Regions from separate parts of the Mus musculus genome. Here region 2 is linked to region 1. A link is a contact called in public Hi-C data. All regions are on one chromosome and are shown on one strand. Each heading gives the region's core, a stretch centred on a gene start, on an enhancer-like site or on the middle of the called end of the contact. The rest is flanking DNA. Distances are from core to core; before and after follow the strand shown. Region 1 overlaps Cyb5b (cytochrome b5 type B). Region 2 holds the start of Nob1 (NIN1/RPN12 binding protein 1 homolog).

The links. Hi-C and Micro-C count contacts between places; a contact is called where the count stands out from the background.
Region 2: a Hi-C map of extraembryonic endoderm stem cells shows a contact between it and region 1, with 2.7 times the contacts expected there. The contact joins the promoter of Nob1 here to the enhancer-like site in region 1. A contact is called at or near these places in 6 of 39 promoter capture datasets (the 3T3-L1 cell line, the C10 cell line, embryonic stem cells and 3 more), 3 of 484 Hi-C or Micro-C datasets (the HL-1 cell line, extraembryonic endoderm stem cells and olfactory sensory neurons), 2 of 115 datasets of contacts at active chromatin or transcription factors (embryonic stem cells and pancreatic cancer cells) and 1 of 9 other capture datasets (adipose tissue).

What each region holds. Positions count from the first base shown.
Region 1 is chr8:107,186,204-107,192,983 of GRCm38.p6, forward strand. It overlaps Cyb5b (cytochrome b5 type B), which reads left to right. Exons shown (of 5, transcript NM_025558.5): 5 at 1-1,267. Among named protein-coding and RNA genes, the nearest start is that of 4930517G24Rik, 16 kb to the right of the region's middle. Within about 2 kb of position 1,663, at least 25 of the 459 cell types and tissues checked have an H3K27ac peak or open chromatin away from gene starts, as enhancers often do. A contact at or near this core is called in extraembryonic endoderm stem cells, where this site is marked.
Region 2 is chr8:107,421,819-107,428,647 of GRCm38.p6, forward strand. Nob1 (NIN1/RPN12 binding protein 1 homolog) reads right to left here and starts at 3,220. Exons shown (of 9, transcript NM_026277.3): 1 at 3,148-3,220; 2 at 2,920-3,052. The coding sequence starts at 3,210.

The DNA of each region.
Region 1 (6,780 bases), core at 413-2,912:
CCAGCACTTGGGAGGCAGAAGCAGACAGTTCTCTTGGGTTGTAGGTCAGCCTGGTCTACAGAGCAAGCTCCAAGCCAGCCAAAGCTACATAATGAGATTCTGTTCAGGTCTACTTGTTGTAATCCTGTTGCCTACATAAACAGCTAGGGGAAAGGTAGGTTTTAGGTGATCGTTTGTCAAGGCTTTCCGTAAACGGCAAAGCAACACAACATGTGCACAGGTGTACTTTTAAAAGTCTAAACTTGTCAAAGAAGCCTGGACATTTGAGGGTCATGAAAAAACATTAAGACCAAGAGGAGGCAGTTCCTATCCACTGACAGCACCTCCTGACCTGTGGGCGTGGGCAGGTTTGATTGTTTATTCTTGAGGTGACCAGCTGCTGCCACATATACAGGTAATGGCAGGTGAACATGAGAGATTTGTGCTACCCAGATAAAATGTGTTAACACCCATTCTCTAAAAGTTTCTACCCAGCCCTGGGAGCTGGTTTTCATCACTGAGTGATGTACAGAAAGCAATAGCACACAGTGTATGGACTTACTTAAGCAGAGACAAGTCTGTCCAGAGCTGTCACTTGAGCTGGCTGGCTCTTCCAGCAGTTGCCATCGGGGCTCACGGTGTAGGGTTTGTGCTCATTAAGTGCTGATGGCAAGCAGTGGAAAGTGATTTACAAGCAAGGTGTGTCATCACATGCAGCACTCATGCTTCTGTCTCCAGTGATGCCCGTCCGGCTGAAGTCGACCTGAGATGACTGAAGCAAGGATCGTAAATGTTCATTGCCTCCTACCCCAAGGGAAGTGGACTCAGACATGTCTTGTCTCAACGAGAAACCGAAGGGTTGAAGCTGTGAGATTCAGTTGCCAAATATCCCAAAAGTAACGGGGAGCTCCGTCACATTTGGCCAGCTTTGGGATTTGTGGGAGTGGTCTAGGAGGGAGGCTGAAGAAGCAGGGGTGTGCCAGTCACCTGCCTTACACCCAGTGTCCTACTCATGAATGGCAGGGGCCACTCCTTGCCCACGCCTGCCTCGTCTAATCAGCTGCTTGGGCAGACGCTCCTTTCGGTTATTTGGCTTGTCTTTTCCTGCACCCTCAACTGAGTGGCTAATACTACATTCCTTTTGTGAATTCAACGATGGGGTTTGTTTACCTATTTGGTTTCAGCTTATTTTGAACAAAGATCTTTGTCTCTTTCTACTGGAATGTGCACACAGTGAATGTTTGTTAGAACTACACAATAAAGATACTGTTTTCCTTTTCTTGTCCTGACTACGGTTGCTTTTTTTTTTTTTTTTTTTTTATAAGACTTTTGTTTTTAAGGAAAGGGTACTGTGCTGCTTAGGTGTTGTGGATGAAGACAGTTGGGGTGCACAATGTTCTTCGGTGCCTCTGCTAACATTTCGTATAACCTAAGATAGGGTGCGCGGTGGCTCCCTAGGGTTCTTTGTTGGAAGTGGATTTCTCATTTGATAGTTGAGAGATATAGCCATCCTGGTTTGGCCCTGTTAGGGGATATGAAGTGGGAAGCAGAAAACAGCTTGGAGTTCTCTTTCTACCAGTAAAGAAAAGCCAACATGAGGTAATGTTTTATTGTCCGCAGTGCTGGGCTTCAGTTGATTGTTTTCCTTGGAACTAGCTAAACTGTTGGGGAAATTTATACACAGAGGTTGAGGTTCTAGTGACTGTGTGAAGCAAGGGAAATAGGCCATTTTATAATTACCTCTCACACACTGATAGCCTTTTCGCATGACCAACATCAGGTCAGAGTAGATCACTCATTAGGCCCCGGCGATTCCACTACAACAGGAATCGAGGATTAGTCACAGGAAGGGATAGCCCCATTCTTAATGCCAGCATTTGAATCCAATGTTTAATCCTGATGCTAATAGGAATTCATTATCAAGGCACTCTTCCTGCTGTTTGATAGTTGCGTGACAAATCTTGCTTGATTCACAATAATCTGAGAAGGCTGTGACTCCATTTACAAAAGTTTAAGGTAAGAAGACCCCACATAATTTATTACAATCTGGTGATGGGTAGCATACATTTGACAGCATTTCTAGCTAGATGTCTGATCTGTGTAGTTCAAAGCTTGCTCAGCTGAGTCGCTTTATATGCGTTTTGAAAAATTAATTCTTGTGGCTAGAGAGATGACTTAGAAGCTGAGAGCACTGCTCTTCTAAAGGACCTGGGTTCAAGTCTTAGTACCCATGTGACAGCTAGCAATCTGATGTCCTCTTCTGGCCTCTATAGTCACTGTTCATATGTGATGTGTACATACATGCAAACAGAACACGCATACACATAATTGAAAAACAGACAAACAACGACTCAATTCTTTTATGAAGCATTGAGAGGGCAATTGCTTTTCTGAGGGACTCTTGAGAACTCAGGTGTAAAATTGTTTATCATTTGTGTGACACCTGCTGTGTGTTACAAAGTAACAGCTCCGGGTGTTCCTGATCTTTATTATGGGAGCCTCACAAGTGAAATGGGGTCCCGGGTTTTACTACAGAACGTCACCAAAGGGAGGGGCAGAACGTGAACCTGCCTGGATATTTTTGTTTGTTTTGCTTCTTGCAACAAGGCCTAACCATGTAGCCCAGGATAGCCTCTGAGCTATCATCATCCATCTGCTTCAGCCACCTGGGTGCTGGGTTATAAATTGATGCCACCACATATCTTTGTAGTGATGATAGGCTTGAAATGACTCAATTTTCCTGCAAAACACATTTTTTTTTCCATGGTGCTGGGGATCCAATCCAGGGCTTTCATATGTGCTAAGCTAATACTGCACACTCAGTTTCATTTGTAGCACCACAAAACATTCATTATTTAAGAGAGTCTCACTGTGCACCTAAGCTGACTTAGGATTCCATCTCTCCTCCCCAGCCTTCCAAATGTCACATACTTACAAGCTTATGGTTAAAAGGTACTCAGATACACAGGTGTCAGGGAAATGTTTTCTGGCTATCCAGTGGAAGATAGAATCTCAATGGGAGATTGAGTCAAGTAGATCTTGAATTTGAGGCCAGCCCAGAAATTAAAAAGAAAAAAGAAAGAAAGAAAAAAGAATATATGTTCTAGAACTGTACTTAGAATAGTCCTAATGTAAATGCTGAAGGAAAACCTATAAGGAGCCCGTGTGGGGTTGCTGTGTGTGAACGTGCAAGCTGATTATTCTTATTAAATTCTCATTATTTAGAACGAGAACGTCAGGAAGTGGTGATGAGAACAACAAAACCACGTTCTTTTCAAGATGGAGTTAAATCTTAGAAGAAACTCAGTTGAATCGCTTCCCTGTACCTCAGCAGCTGTGAGGTGGAGAGCTGAGCATGGTGGCCCAATGCCCTCCATCCCTGCACTGGGAGGCAGAAGCAGGCAGATCTCTCTGAGTTTGAGACTAGCCTGGTCTACATAGCAAGTTCTAGGCCAACCAGGGCTACATAGTAAGACCCTGCCTTAAAAAGAGAGAGAGAGAAAAGAGAAAAAAAAGTGAGTAGTGTATTAGTTAAGGCTCTCTATAGGAACAAAACTGATAGATGAGTCTACATATATGATGGGGATTTATTAGAATGGCTTACAGGCTGTGGTCCAGCTCATCCAACAAGGGCTTTCTACCAACAGAAAGCCTAAGAACCCAGTAGTTCAGTCTGTGAGGCTGGATGTCTCAGCTGCTTTTCAGTACACCAGAATCCTGAAGAAGTATGCTCTAATGCCAGTGAAGGAATGACCTTGCCAGAGAGTTTCCTTCTTCCTTGTCCTTTATACAGGCTGCCAGCAGACAGTGTGGCCCAGGTTAAAGGTGGGTCGTCTTCCCACTTCAAATGATTTAACTCAGAAAAGTCCCTCCCAGGTGAACACAGTTGCTTGAGCCTTAGTTAATCCCAGATGCAATCAGATTGACACCAACAATAGCCACCACACGTCAGACCCTTGTCACCTTGACACAAAATCACATCTTCTGAGGTAGCGTGGGTGTGATGAGGTGGAGCCTGGAGGATAACAAGTTGGAGATCAGCCTGGTCCATAAGATGCATCATTTCAAAATAGGAAAAATTAGGGCTGGAGAGGAGAGATGGCTGAGTGTTTGAGAACACTCATTGACTGTTCTAAGGGACCCAGCTTAAATTTCCAGCACATATGGCAGCTCAAATCTGTAACTCCAGTCCCAGGGTTCCAACACCCTCTGAGGGCACATGGTGTACAGACCTGCATGTATGCAAAACACCCATACACATATAATAGTGATACTTAAAAAAAAATGGCTTAGTGTGCTGAAGTTCATGCTACACAAGTTTGATAGGATTTGTTCAATTACCCAAACCCATGTAAAGGTGGGAAGAGAGAAGGGACTCTAGATATTTGTTCCAATCCCCATGCCTGTGCAGGACCATACTCATATAAATATGATCAGGCCGGCCTCTAATTTAGAGAAATCCACCTGCCTCTGCCTCCCAAGTGCTGGGATTAAAGTCATGCACCACCACTGCCTGGCAATAAAATAATTTTTTAAAAGAAGCAAACAAACAAACAACTGGAGAGGCAGCAGCCTTGTGCCTCATCTTATAATCTTAGCTACTTGCAAGAGGGCCTGTGGCAGGTTCGTGTGTAGCTGTCCACGTGAAAGCTTGAAGGGCCAGTCTGCTCTAGCAGGAGACTGCAACACTATTTAGCCCTTAGAAATATGTACATGTGTTTCATTGGCTCAAAATAAGGTTTTCAAGCTGGGTTTGCTGGCTAGTATCATGTCAGTTTGACACAAGCTGGAGTCAACAGAGATATGAGTCTCTCTCTCTCTCTCTCTCTCTCTCTCTCTCTCTCTCTCTCTCTCACACACACACACACACACACACACACACACACAAAGTGAAAAAAATCTGTCAAACTCAGTGTGCCACCTTTCTGTCTTAGTACACAGCACACTGGAGACTGGAGTCAGGCCTGCGCCTGAACTGACAATCAGCTGTGATAATTCTCTGTTAAAAACCGAGTTCACACTTACACAGTGTTTATGAGGCACCCCTACACATTACCTCATTTGGTTCTCTTTAACACTCCTACTAAAGAACTTTTATCCTCCCCTGTTTACAGAAAGAGAAACTGAGGTATAAAAGGTTACATGACTTATGTTTACAAGGTGGATTATGGGTCAGAGTCTGCACCCAGGCTGTCTTGCTCTGGCTTCGAAACCTGCACCACATATGATACCATTACGTTAAGTGCTTCATATGCATCTGAGTCTCATTATTAACAGACCTTAGGAGGCGGATGCTGCCACCCCGCCCGAGCTTAGAGGGTCTGCACTGAGAACACGTGTTTGTGATTCCACTGTGCAAAAAGCATTTGGTAGCATCACTGTTTTCAAATGCATTTCAGTCTATCAGGAAACACTTTGTGCAAGCAGGGTGCAGTAGCAATTCTATAGTGCCAGTACTGGAAGGCAGAGGCAGGAAGATCACAGCAAGTTCAAGGGGCACTCTTTTCTGTATAACAAGTTCAGGCCTGTCATAGACTCTATTTCAAAACCTAATTGATTAATATAATAACTAAAACTTTAAAAATCCTTTATTTACAAGAATTAGGAATTACCGGTTAGGGCAGCCAGGAAGGAATGGTTTCATGTAGCAAAAGTCATATGGAGACTGGGAATCACAAGTTCAAGGCCAGTCTGGGCTACATAATGAGATCCTGCTAAAAAGAAAAAAATGAAAACACACACACACATACATGTTTTGTTTCTTGTTTCTTTTTGGAGACAGTTTCATATGGCCCAGGCTGGCTTCATACTCCCCATGTAGCCAGAGCTTGAATGAAGTTCCTCCCACCTCTTCCATCTGAATGGGGGGATTCTGGGTGTGTACTGCCACACTCAATTTATGTGGTGCTAAGGACTGAAGCCATGGCTTCATGCATGCTAGCCAAGCAGTCTACCAACAGATCTATGTCCCCAGCAACTAATGAAAGTTTTTAATGGCTCGGTACGAAAAGGCGCCTGTCACCCTGAGATTGACCCCTGGAACTCACATGGTAGAAGGAGGGAATCTACTCCCCCAAGTTATCCTCTAATCTCCACATGCATGGTGGGGCACACATGTGCCTCTGCTACACACAGCATATAATTGTAATAAAAAGTAAATATTCTTGGGGCTGGAGAGATGGCTCAGCGGGTAAGAGCACTGACTGCTCTTCCAGAGGTTCTGAGTTCAAATCCCAGCAACCACATGGTGGCTCACAACCATCAGTAATGGGATCCGATGCCCTCTTCTGGTGTGTCTGAAGACAGCTACAGTGTAGTCATATACATAAAATAAATAAACGATTCTTCAAGAAAAGTAAATATATAGTTGCATTTTCAAGGCATGTCCCTTCCAGTCTATTTTATCTAATTTTATTATGTATTTATTAATTATTTGGCGATACTAGGGATTGAGCACAGGGCCCTATACATGCTGGGCAAGAAAATATTTTCTTTAAGATTTATTTTTATTGTTTAAAATTATGTATGCACATAATTATGTATGTGTGTGTGTGGGGAATTGTGCAAGTGAGTGCGTGTGCCAGAGTGGATTCTCAAGAATGCCAGCTTTCGTTATGCAAACCTTGCTCCTTAATTGGTAGAATAAAAATGCCAATAGCCTGTAGCTTGGCAGAAGAGAGGTAGGCGGGGCTTCGGTTCCCTGGCTTGGCGTCAGAGGCAGAGACCAGGAGGGATGGAGCAGGAGAAGAAGCTCCCATGGGGTCGGTGGATCATAAGCGAATTGACACGAGGGCCTGCCTG
Region 2 (6,829 bases), core at 1,970-4,469, 240 kb after region 1:
CAGCCTGAGAGCACCAGGCAGATACATGGCACGCATACATACATCATACATAGATACAGATACACACACACACCACACACCACACACCAGAACAAATGCCGTATGGGCCACTGAAATGATGGGCCACTACAGAGTAAAGGTGTCTGGCAGCAAATGCGACCACCTGAATTTGGTCCTGGGCGCTGCATGGTGGAAGGAGAAAACCCATCCTATCAGGCTGCCCTCTAACCTCATCTAAATTGTGCCATGCACAAATGTTTTCTTCTCGAAGGACTTAGAATCAATATTCCATCTGGGGGAGGTGGCTCACTCCTACGGTAATCCTGGTACTCCATGGAGACTAAAAATTAAAAGCTATCTTCAGCCTCATAAAAGTTCAAAGTCAGCCAGGCAGTGGTGGCACACGGCTTTAATCCCAGCACTCAGGAGGCAGAGGCAGGCGGATTTCTGAGTTCGAGGCCAGCCTGGTCTACTGAGTGACTTGCAGGACAGCCAGGGCTACACAGAGAAACCCTGTCTCGAAAAACCACCACTGCCAAATAACCAAACAGCAATAAGAATCTGTATCCCATAAAAACAGCGCCATCTACTTTCTCCTCTGTGACTGAGAAGTCCGCGTTCACCACCACCAAGCCCCGCCCGAGTGAGGTAGCTCTAAGGTGAGGTTCTCATCCCTGAGATCGGGGAACAAGGCAAGGCTGACAGACAGAGCTCCTCGGGAAAGCACGGTTATCAGTATACGCCTTTCTTCTTTCTAAGCTCTACTCTTTACTTCTGTACAGCAGCCAGATTAACAGAGGGTTTGAGTGCAGGATGGGACAGAAAGTTACCTGGGCTGTAACCACGGCCTCTGATGAAACCGAGAGAGGCACTGTGTACTAATGGTCGGTCTTTTGTGGTTTTTTTGTTTGTTTGTTTGTTTGTTTGTTTTTCAGAGCTGAGGACCGAACCCAGGGCCTTGCGCTTGCTAGGAGAGTGCTCTACCACTGAGCTAAACTCCCAACCCCTAATGGTCAGTTTGTTAAAGATTTTAAGAACAGCACACTATACTTGATCCACAGTGAATGGCACCGGCTACTACAGTGTTTGAGACACTGTCAATAAACACACAATTTTCTCATATCAGAAAAGTGTCTTCTTATAATAACGGCGTGAGTGACAGACACACTGCTACATTTCCTATAAAAATTGGTATTAATAGCAGGGCGTGGCCGTACATATCTTTATTTTTATGCTTATGAATGGCTTTGATATGTATACATGCCAGTCTGTCCACCACGTGTATGCCTAGTGCCCTCAGTTCAGAAGAGGGTGTCAGATGCCCTGGAACTGGAGTTAACAGATGGCCGAGTTGCCATGTGGGTGTTGGGAAGTGAACCTCTGCTTTTCAGAAGAGCTCAGTCACCTCTCCAGTCCCAGAATGGTACATACCTCCTTTAATACTAGGATGTGGGAGGCAGATGTAGGCAATTCTGAGTTCAAGGCCAGCCTGGTCTATATGGAGAGTCCTGAGCAAGCTGGACATAAAGAGGAGAGACCCTGCCTCTGCCTCAAAACAAACAAGCTTCCTTGGGCACCCAGCAAATGTTCCCAGTATCTGTAGTAAGATTCACTTACTTGCCGGCCAGTGCTGGTGCATGCTTTTGGCCCCAGCGCTGGGGAGACAGAGGCAGGTGGTTTGAATTTGAGGACAGCCTGGCCTACAGAGTTCTAGGTCAGCCAGGGCTACACAGAGAAACCCTGTCTCAAAAAAACAAAAACAAAAACAAAAACAAAACAAAACAAAAACCCTTTTTTTTAAATGCATGTGAGTGCTTTGTTAGCATGTAGATTATATGTTGACCCATTTCCTCCCAACCGTATCCTATGAGGTACTACTAGTATTTTGGAAAGTTGAAGCCACTTGACAGAGACCCTGTAACTATCAAGTCGGAGGGAAAAGCTACAGAAACCACTGCAGAGCAGGTAGAGCCCTGACCACCATCTGCCTCAGTGACGCCTCCACTCCCTACTAACCTGGATTCCTGAAGAGGACGATGACCCCTAGGCAGCTATTTTTTTTTTTTTTCAGAACTAATGCAAGCCCTAAACACATCCCCTTTCCTTTTTAAAATTTGTTATTTTTGAGATGAGATCTCACTACATATATAGCCCTGGCTTGCTTGGAACCTCTGACTTCAGAGGGCTTGGACTAAAAACATGTGACATCACACTGGGCCCAATCCCCTTTTATTTTTAATATGACAGTCTCACTACCTAGCTCAGGCTGGCCTGGGACCCATGACCCTGAAACCTATCTCCCCGGGACGAAGACTGCACCACTGTCTATATCGTGTGCCTTTTTCTTTTCTTTCTTTATTTATTTTTGTTATTTTCGAGACAGGGTTTCTCTGTGTAGCCCTTGCTGTCCTGGAACTCACTCTGTAGACCAGGCTGGCCTCAAACTCAGAAGAAATCCGCCTGCCTCTGCTTCCCAAGTGCTGGAGTTAAAGGTGTGCGCCACCACGCCCAGCCTGCATGCCTTTTTCTGAGTTGAGGTTGCCTCCACTGGAAACTATAATCACCCTACACACAGGACCACAGATCTAGGTTCTCTATTTGTAATTCACCCAGAGCCTTCTGTATACTTGTAGAGCGCTCTCGCACTGAGTCTTAGGAGTCTACACAACTTTACCTCATGTGTCCAATTTGCTAGACACTTCTCCAAGAGGTATATCCGCATGGTCTTCAGTCCTCGCGGAGGGGAGGCAGATATTATTACTATTTTCACGATAAAGCTTAAAGCCTGTGATACACCGTGGAGCGCACGGCTGGCACTATTAAAGCCAGGCTGAACCGACTGTCTCTAAAACAAACGCTGCCTGCTACCGATCGGGGCGGGTCTGTCTGCCACAAGGCTGGGCCGGGGCACTCACTCACCCAGCCGCACGTACTCTGGGAGAGGCTCCTTGAACCGAAGCTGGTAGGGCAGCACTGCCAGCCGCCTGCGCGTGGCCTTGTCGCGAATCTCTCGCACCACCTCCCGGATGGTGTAGATGTTCTTCCCGATGTCCTGGGGACAGACCGGCCCAGTTATCCCGCTCGCCTGACCCCACACGCATCCCTGGAGGGCCTCAAGCCCAGGCCCCGCGGCGGGATCCCCAGTACCTGCAGAGGCGCGTCCCTCAAGAAAGCTCCGGCATCAGCCACAACGTGCTCCACCGGCGCCATGTTGGCTGTCAAGGACAGACCGCGCATGCGTATGGAGCCTGCGCCGTTCTTGGGTTTGCACAGTAGTCTTCCTCAGACCGGAGGAACAGCTGCTGCGATTTCGCGGCGCCCCCTAGCGGCCACCGGCCACCCCTTCAGGACTGCGCGCATACACAGCCGCGCCGCTTGCCCTGCCTGGGGGGCTATGTGCATGATTAAAGTTGAGGGACTCCTTAAGTAATCGTCCTCGGAATTCATAGAACTTTCTTTACTTTTAAAGGAAAAACCTGTAGATATGGCATATGGTTGAAAGTCAGTAGCTAGAAACAACAAATCACAACAAATCAGTAGGGTATATTCGATTTTACAAGCAAGGAAGCCAAGCTGACTTGGCCAGATAACCTCCGAACTGACTTGAAACCACTTTTTAAAATCCGTTGTGTTATACAGCCACGCAGTCCTACTTTATTTGAATATCTTGGGACAATGGCTGTATTACTTTATACCTTTGCCCCATCTCCCTAAGCAAGGCACATGATTTTCTAGAAAATCGAACAGAAGGGGTAGTAATGACTATTAATGACTTCCGATTTTCCTTTCAATTCTGGGATTAGGAGATCTGGGCTACTACATGCTGGCAACGCTGATCTGAGCCTTTAGCAACTGCTTTCATTTACTCATCTGTCCCGTATCAAAAACCCTTCAGTGCCGGGATGGTACCTTCGTCTGACTTAAATATTTTCTGCATCCCCAAACATCTTAAATTACACGGGGGGTGGGGTGGGGGAGCATTCCAGGTGCTCCTGTGGGGGCTGGAAGACAACCACAGGAGTCAGTTATCTCCTTCTGCTAAGAGACTGCTATGGGGGCCGGGCGTGGTGGCGCACGCCTTTAATCCCAGCACTGGGGAGGCAGAGGCAGGCGGATTTCTGAGTTCGAGGCCAGCCTGGTCTACAAAGTGAGGTCCAGGACAGCCAGGGCTACACAGAGAAACCCTGTCTCGAAAAACAAAACAAAAAAAAAAAAAAAAAAAAAAAAAAAAAGAGAGAGAGACTGCTATGGAATACAGGTTCTCAGGCTAGGCAGGTAAAGATGCAACTTGCTGCCTCTTCATAGCCCTGGCTGTCCTTGAACTCAGAGATCTGCCTCCTTCTACCTCTCTTGCTCTGGGATTAAAGTTGTGACCACCAAACCTAATCCCCAAATATTTTATATCACCAATCTTCCTACCCCTCAATCGCTCCAATCTCTAGCTTCCAACAGTGCTGCCTGTTCTGAAATAAGACCCCAGTTGAAGACTATCCAACTTTATGGAAAATTTTCTCAGTGTTTTGGAATCCTTTCTCAGCTAGCTCCACTCCTCTGCAGGAGCTGACACTGCCTACTGTAGCTTCTTTCAGGATTTAGCTGGTTTTGGTGATTCTTTGCCTTCTCCCTGGCTTCTCACTCTTCATCCAATTCTCTCCTTTTTGCCTTGCAAACACAGTACCTTCTACCTAACTTTTTGCACCTTCATCAATTCAAGTTCTTTTCTTCAGCAAATAGCAACTATCTGCCAGGTATTAATGGCCACAGTATACAAACTCTAATCATGTATATATGTGAGTTTTAAATCTGTGCGTCCGTGTGCGTGTGTGCACGTGCGAGTGTGCGTGCGTGTGTGTGTGTGTGTGTGTGTGTGTGTGTGTGTGTGTGTGTGTCTGTGTGTGCGCGTGCGCGTGCCACTCCCCGTGGGCTGAAGTCACAGGCACTTGTGATCCACCTAATCTAAGTGGTGGGAATCTAATTCTTTCTGGTCTGCTTTTAACAGGTAAGCCATCTGTCCAGCCCTAAAAGGGCTCTCTCGAAGCATTTATGTCGCTCTTGCTCTCTTGCTCTGCCCTCTTGCTCCTGCTCCCCCTCTCTTCCCATTTCCCTCCCCCCTCTCCCTCCACGTGCTCATGGCCGGCCTCTACTCCTTTCCCTCTCTCTCTTCCTTTCTTTCTCTGTCTCTACTTCCTCAACTACTCCCCTCCCCATGCCCTGAATAAAACCTATTCTAAAAAAAAAAAAAAAATCATGTATGTCCAATCCTTGTCCCAAGTCCACTCTTCCTAGGAAGTTCCATCTGAAATTTCCTAGCATCTACACTTGTTAGAGCTCCAATAATTATTATCTTAGAGTCTTTCTATATATCGCTGATGGACTTAAACTCAAGAGTTCTGCTTCAGTGCTGATATTACAGGCATATGCTACCACTTCCTAGTCCTATTTTATTTAACTTTATTTTATTTTTTAAGGCATTACCAACAAAAGCATTCAAGGTAGGCATCTCTGAGCCATCCTCCTCCCTTCCACTCACCAACAACCAATGTTCATTGCACTACAGAATGTCAACATCAATTCGAGATGTTTGTCTGCACCCTTCCACCTCTGCTCTCTCTCTCTCTCTCTCTCTTGGTTTTTCAAGACAGGGTTTCTCTGTATACCCCTGGCTGTCCTGAAACTCACTTTGTAGACCAGGCTGGCCTCGAACTCAGAAATCCACCTGCCTCTGCCTCCCAAGTGCTAGGATTAAAGGCGTGTGCCACCACCGCCCGGCTTCAGTTTTCTAAATCAAATTTTTATCTCTTTCCCCGATTTCTCTATCTGCAATGGACTTTCTACATTGACCTAAACAGTGAGTGAAGATACAGGAACCAGAGTCTAATAAAGAGATTTACACAAGTTGATGAAAGATTCTGGGGTTTCAACCCTAGAAGAAAAACTGACCTAAAGCTAGTCCTGGTGCCTCATGCAGACAGCCCCATCACTTTGGCTTGAAGGCAGGATCGCTGACATGTAGGGAGATTGAGAGTTCAGGGTCACTCTTGCTTACATATCTAGTTTAAGTCGAGCCTGGGCTACAAGTGATTCTGTCTCAGATAAATGACACAGAAGACTCTGATGTGGGTCAGTGATTCTGAAACTCAAGTGTGCATCAGAACCCCCTGTTGAGCTTGTACAAATGAGCTCACTGGGTCTCAGTTTCTGACATGGTAGGTATAGGCAGGACCTGAAAAGTGACATTTCTGGTGGCCCAGGGGATCTAAAATCACCTATTATACAGAGTTTAAGGCCTGCCTGGGCTACATGGGACCCTAACTCAAAGAAAACATAAAAGGACAAGGCTGGGTGTGGCTGTTCACGCACAGTATGCTTGTGATGTTGTCAATCAGAAGTGCCAGGTGGGAGGGTCACTGTGAGCCTGGACTACACTGTGACTTCCAGGTTAGCTAGGGCTAGAGAGAGACCCTGACTTTAAAAAATAAAACTAGCTGAGCAGTGGTAGCACACACTTTTAATCCCAGTCTCACTCAGGAGGCCAGCCTGGTCTACATAGTGAGTTCTAGGACAGCCAGGGCTACATAATGAGTCCCTGTCTTAGAAGAAAACCAACAAAACAAAACAAACCTCCCCCAGCCCTACCCATGCACAAATAGAAAACAGAACAAAACAAAAAAAAAAAACAACCAAAAAATTGGGACATGGTGCTGCAACTTCAATCTCAATCCCAGTACTAGGGAGGCAGAGGCTGGAGGGCTGCTTCAAATTTCAGGCCTGATATATAATGAATTCTTTATATGTCTTTAATAATAATAATAATAATAATAATAATAAT